2 separate regions of the Danio rerio genome follow, and region 2 is linked to region 1. A link is a contact called in public Micro-C data. All regions are on one chromosome and are shown on one strand. Each heading gives the region's core, a stretch centred on a gene start, on an enhancer-like site or on the middle of the called end of the contact. The rest is flanking DNA. Distances are from core to core; before and after follow the strand shown. Region 1 holds the start of calm1b (calmodulin 1b). Region 2 has its middle 26 kb from the start of si:ch73-74h11.1.

The links. A called contact is a pair of places that touch in the nucleus more often than the background predicts.
Region 2: a Micro-C map of caudal fin shows a contact between it and region 1, with 6 times the contacts expected there. The contact joins the enhancer-like site here to the promoter of calm1b in region 1. A contact is called at or near these places in 2 of 18 Hi-C or Micro-C datasets (caudal fin and an unstated tissue).

The regions. Positions count from the first base shown.
Region 1 is chr20:17,961,466-17,964,695 of GRCz12tu, reverse strand. It overlaps calm1b (calmodulin 1b), which reads right to left and starts at 1,623. Exons shown (of 6, transcript NM_200082.1): 1 at 1,561-1,623. The coding sequence starts at 1,563.
Region 2 is chr20:18,174,779-18,178,008 of GRCz12tu, reverse strand. No RefSeq gene overlaps it. Among named protein-coding and RNA genes, the nearest start is that of si:ch73-74h11.1, 26 kb to the left of the region's middle. Within about 2 kb of position 1,673, at least 3 of the 62 cell types and tissues checked have an H3K27ac peak or open chromatin away from gene starts, as enhancers often do. A contact at or near this core is called in caudal fin, where this site is marked.

The DNA of each region.
Region 1 (3,230 bases), core at 374-2,873:
AATTAAAAAATGTGAAATATTTCTGTAACAGAAACCCATTGATCCGCTTCATAAGACATGCATTTACACCCTGGCAGCATCTGGGTTAGTATCACGATGGATTTATGTGCATTTGGGATGTTCATGACATCCCAAACATGGCGACTATCCAACGCCTTTATACATCATTTAAGAGAAGTCAGTATAAAATGTAAAACTACTCTGACCGTATTTGTCTGATGGAAAAATATCAAATATACTCTGAAGATGGGTTGAGAAGATGAGTAAAATAATTCCTTTATTTTCCTTTGACTTGGTCCCTGATTTATCAGAGGCCTCCACAGTGGAATGAACCTCCAACTATTTCAGCATATGTTTTATGCAGCGGATGCCCTTTCGGCCAAAACTAGGAAAGGCTAAGTAGATGATGTGGTAATTTATGTGGTAGTTTAACCGTTGACATACAGAATATGAGTGTAAATCTTTACAATAAACGCACAAAAGAACTAAGATCTTGGACGAATTTGATGTGAAACTTCCTGAGTTGTTCTTCCTGACAGGACATAGGAGACATCTAGAGTCGTCTTAATCTGTAAAGAAACCTGAGAGGCTTTTAAGTCTCTTGTTTAGAAGCATCTTTAAGAAAAAACTCCAACAGGTTCTGTTTTACTAGGATGCGCAACTACACACATCACACCAAATGTCGAACAACACTTCTCAGATTCAACAAACCAGGCGGCAGACATTTCACAAAAGACACACCTTTTATTTGCATAAGCTACAGTGACTAGAGAGAAAATACAGGAAACTGAGCACCAGCTACACCCTTTTAGTCCATGCAACAGTGTGGTGGTGGTTTGCTCAAAACACCAGCGCCTGTCAGATCAGCGAGGCCTTTAAATGCCTGTAAAGGGCTTTTCATGGCAAACACCGGCCCTGCTGCTGTAATTCAGTCTTTGAGAGGAGATGGATGATGCAACAGAGGCTGACGGAGCCACATCCTCATCTGAGACACATCTAACAGCCATCTCCATCATGTCCCATCCGTCATATTTCAGCAAACATGAGCATGACGTGTCAACCCTGATGATGAACCTTAACCCAAATAAACACTTACACATGACATGTCTGTCTGATTCAAATATGACAGGTACAGGGGTTACCGTGTAATCTAATGGTGATGTATATTAAACTTCATTTTCGTTCTAGGACACAATATAATAATTATTATCATATATATAGAGGATTTCTCATCTATCTAAAGCTGTGTAACCCGTATGTATGTGTCTACGATAGAAAAGGGATGTAACAGTTGCGCAGTTGTAGATTCAGACTGTTGCATCACTGAACTACACCTCAACAGCAGGTGCTTTAATAAAGCGCTGTGTTTATCATACATTGTAAACAATTATATGGGAAAGTTACATCAACAAACGAATGTTTATTATTAATAATACTATTAATGCTTATTATTATAATTATTATTAAATGCCATTTCAGACACTCGTCCTGCACGTTAACCGACTCTTTAGTCTACAGTACTGCGTTAAACAGAGTGTGATGTAAAAGACGGATACGTACCATGTTTGTAGGGCGCGCGGGTGCTGATGATAATCTCCAGACCGGACTGAACGCGAGTCTCTCCGGGATGCGCGGGCTCTGGCGCGGCTCTGGCTGTGGACTCGATGAGAAGAAGCGCGCATGTATTCATCCGCCGCGCACTTCCTGACTCCCTCGGCCAATCACAGGCGGTGTTACAGCGCAGGGACGCCGATGCAGAACGCAGAAAACGCACTGGCCGTGCGTCCTGCTAAAACATTGACGCGTCCGGAGGATGAAGATGATGGAGCAAGTGCACAGCTGTTCACATTTACAAGTTCTCTGCTTGCCCTTTTAAAGGATTAGAAGATGTGAGTAACTTAAAGCAAACTGACTGACTTGAACTTTCTTATTTTGGGGTGTACTGTGGTCATGTATGTTTATTTACTCATGTATGACTACTAATAAGTGCACTTATGTTTGGCAACGGCCACCACACGCGACACAGTCATTTTCATACAAAGGGCTCTGAAAAAAGTGTTTGAAAATATTTTATAAAGGTCATTTTAGCCAGACCTGACTGGGTAAACTTGTAAACAAGTTAGCATTCAATTACACAAAAGAGTAAAATGAAATAATTTTATTTAAAAAATAAGTACAAAGTATAACATATTAATTATATTTCATTTTATTTATACATTTACTGGGCTATAAATATACAGTTTTATTATTTTAAATGATTATTAATCTTATAAAATGTCATTGGGAGAGGTGAATTATAGTGTAACTTTTTTATTTTTTACAAAACTGTTGCAACAAATAGATGATAGACTAAAGAATAGCATATTTACTCTGTGCTTTTTAACATATAATTTCAATTAGTGCGTAATTTAATATTAACTATTTAATAAACTGTATTTTTATACTGTTTCTCCGAAGGTCTGGCTCTTCGATAAACTCATGTGTAGGACTATTTTCTCCAGGCGGAAGGACACGTAGATTTCCCTACGCTTGAGAATTCACCGTGTCGGTTTGTTACGGAGTTGCTGATTGGTGGACGCGGACCTGCAATATTATACACAGTGTTGAGGGGGGCTTTATTGGCCGCCCTGGACCTGCAATGCACCAGGCAACAGTGTTTGAGAAGATATCCTAACAGAGATCTTATGAAAACTTTTAATTTTTTTTTTTTTTTTACATTTATTTATTCAAGCAGATTTCACTGGTATTTGCCTACATATACACTATATACATTCTGTATAAAATAGAGGAAATGCATTTCTACTTTCTATAGGTTAATGTGAGACTCATAAGTAAATCAACCTCATAAATAAAATTCGAAATATAACAAATAACATCCATAGAAATAAAAAAAAAAAATCATTAATTTTCCTTCGGCTTAGTCCTTTTATTCATCAGGGTTCGCCACAACAGAATGAACCGCCAGCTTATAATTCAGCATATGTTTTACACAGTGGATGCCCTTGCAGCTGCAACCCATCACTGGAGCTTTTATATATATATATATATATATATATATATATATATATATATATATATATATATATACTATTTATTAAGTTAAAGTCAGAATTATTAGTCCCCCTGTTTATTTTTTCCCCAATTTCTGTTTAAGAGAGAGAAGACTTTTTCAACACATTTTTAACATAATTGTTTTACTAACTCATTTCTAATAACTGATTTATTTTATC
Region 2 (3,230 bases), core at 424-2,923, 210 kb before region 1:
CTTTATTTTAAATTCTCACTAAATGTTTTTGGTACATCAAAAAGTGTGTTTATGCTGACCATCCAAAAAGCTAATCCAGTTTTAAAAAGTGCTTAAAATGTCACTGAAATGCAGTATTTAAATCTAAATCAATTTAAATCAGTAATTAAATAGAATATGAGGCATATAAATGAAGAAAAGTCCATTTTTTTGGGAAAAAAAGAACCATCCCTTTCACCAGGCTGGCTACAGGCCTGGGTTTACAGTGATATTAGACATGTTTTCCTTAGAATTATAAGGTTCTATCTGACATTTTTGTCAAAATAGAGTTATTGACATATTCTTATTAAATGTCAACTTATTTACATGATGGGATGTTTTTTAAAAATGGTTGACATTTTATGACTTTTTATTTAAAAAAAAAAAATGTTACACACATACTGTTTGCTATGGAATGCAAAAACTTCGAAAGCTCAATATTTCAAAATCATTCAGAATGCAGATAGAACCTTATTCCAAGGTGACGATTTGCAGCAGTGTTCACACGGAGTAACAACTCCTAATTTTCATCCAGTATCTTTACACAGAACATATTTTCATGCTAATTTACATGCTAAAATCAATGAGCGTACGTTTTGTGAGTCAGTAACTGCAAAAGTGACTGTTGCTGTCTTTAAAAAAATATATTAATTTTGGTTGATGGATGGATGAAGACAGCTGTGAGTAAAAGGGTTTTGAGTGATTTATCTGTCGAAAGAAGTCAATGATTGACAAGAGAAGTGATTCAAAAGCAATGGAAGCTTTAAAAATGTACAAACAGATATGATCACTTGAACAATAAAAAATAACCCTGAAGCAAAAGGCTAAGAACGCAAGAAACGGTCGGGAATGAACAAGTTCAGGAAGCACAATGTGAAAATCCAACTGAAGAGAGTGTTGATAAATGTCTGGAGGGACAATCATAACGTCCTTATTAAAAGGTCATCTCTTCAGTTGTTTATGTCAACACCATCTGGAGCATTTAGAGCTGAGGTTGATCATCATTCAGATTAACAGCCATACATGTGACCAGATTTTTTGACAGCTGGTGGAGGAATCGTTTAAGGAATAGTAAAGGACATTTTTTATGTGTGAGTACATGTTACAGATGGAGAATGGAAAAAAAAAACTAAAGAAAAAAAAATCCTTAACAAAAACTGTTTTTTTTTTTCAGGTGTTTGATTTGGACTTGTGATGTAATGTGATCTTTTTCTGCTGTTATCATAGTTATTTTTATTTCTCTATATTTACCTTAAAACATTAAAGGTGCTGTAGAATGAATATCTGGATATATCTTGGCATAGCTAAAAAAATAAGAGTTCAGTTCATGGAAATTACATATTGAGAGCCAAAACACCATTGCTTCCTCATTGTCATAAAAATCCTGTGAGTGTGAAAAGCAGGCCAATCAGAACAATGAACATTGAATGTTTCTGTTTTTTACTGACTAAATTCAATCAATATTGATGATTATCCAGTGGGGTTTTTTCTGCATGAATCAATGAAAATATTATGTTGATTACTTTGGGACAAAAATCTTGAATAAACTCCTTTCTTGCTCAAGTTGTGCGGAGATGTGTTTTCCATTTGTTACTGCTGTGAGTGATGTGTTATTTAGCCCGGCAGCTTTCTCGTTAACCCTGAGAAGCGGTTTCAAAAAAAGCTCATTTTATTTGACGCTATACCTGCTGAAACCTGCCTTACCAGTAGTTTTCAAATGCAGTCATAAACCCGTTTTTTAACACGAGTCCTTATGCCCCAGGCTATGAGCTAAAGAATGACAATGACAATTTTCAGAAAATATATGACTATCGCTTATATGATTTAAGACTTTTAAGCCTACGAAGCATCAATTTCCCATGCCTTGCATGACGGATGAAGACAATGATCTCAGCATGTCTGAATTTGAAATCTTTAGAAATCATGTTCAAGCATATCTGATCAGGTCTCATTTTGGGGTCAAGAACTAAGCATTTAAAAAATCTGTCTTAAGAGGTTTGACCAACTAGCAGTAAGCCAAGTGGTTGTCTTGTTTTTTTGAATTCAAACTATAGCAGTCAATGATTTTCTAACCTAGCTTAATTTAAAAAGTTATAACCAGCCCTAAATAGAAAAAATACTTTTTAAGACTTTATCCAACCATCCACAGGCACTCAATCTTATATGAAATACAATACAAATAAAAAAAGTCATATTTATTCTAGTGAATTGCTTTATCCAGTCTTCTCTTATTGGAACATCTAAGTCATTCTAGAGCAAGGGTGTCCAAACTCTGTCCTGGAGGGCCTGTGTCCTGGAGAGTTTAGCTCCAACCATAAAGCACACCTGAACCAACTAATCAAGCTCTTACTAGACTCTGGCTGTTTCTTAATTCCAAGAACGCAGAGAACGGACTTGCGTTCTTGTGAAGACCGGTCTTGCCAGGTGTCCTCGGAAGAACGAACTCAGGAGACCGCGAGGGCAGAGAACGCGTCCTTTGAGAATTGAGATGCTGCGTTCTTCCTGATGGTCACGTGACCTTCACGTGTTTTAAATGGTAAATTATTTAAACATTACAGCCTTCATACAACGATTTATTGTTTTTCCCCTTTTCAAAATTGCATAAAACATTATAAATATATGTTGCACAATATAAATAAAACAGATTTTAATACGAATTTCAGCAAACAAACATCCTTAATGTTTTTATTTCTTTATTAAGATGTCCATGGTAATGTTTACTTTCACGGTGTCATTTAGGGAAACTCCTGAGGTAAATAAGTGATATCTCTGAACTTTAATAATAAATCTAAATAAAATGCTGCGCTTCCCATCTCCAGTCGCAATGACTTCTGGGACTTCCAGTGCGAGTTCGGTGCTCAAGTCTGCATCAGTGCGTCCTCGATATCAAGATCACATCCGGGAAGTTTCACGCGTCCTCCGTACTTGCGGTCTTGAGTATTGGAACTGAACTTGGGCAGCTGATGATGACGTTGCACGAGAACACGAGTACGCAAGACCGCTGAAGAACGCATATTGAGAAACAGCCACTAGAAACTTCCTGGCAGGTGTGGTAAAGCAGGTTGGAAGTAAACTCTGTAGGACATCGCTCCTCCATGGCCGAGTTTGGATGCACATAAACTGATTATGGTGTTAATGAGGAGACCAAAAAGGAATTCTTCAAGACATGCCACTGTAAAAAATAATACCCTATATCTACTCAATAAATTTGA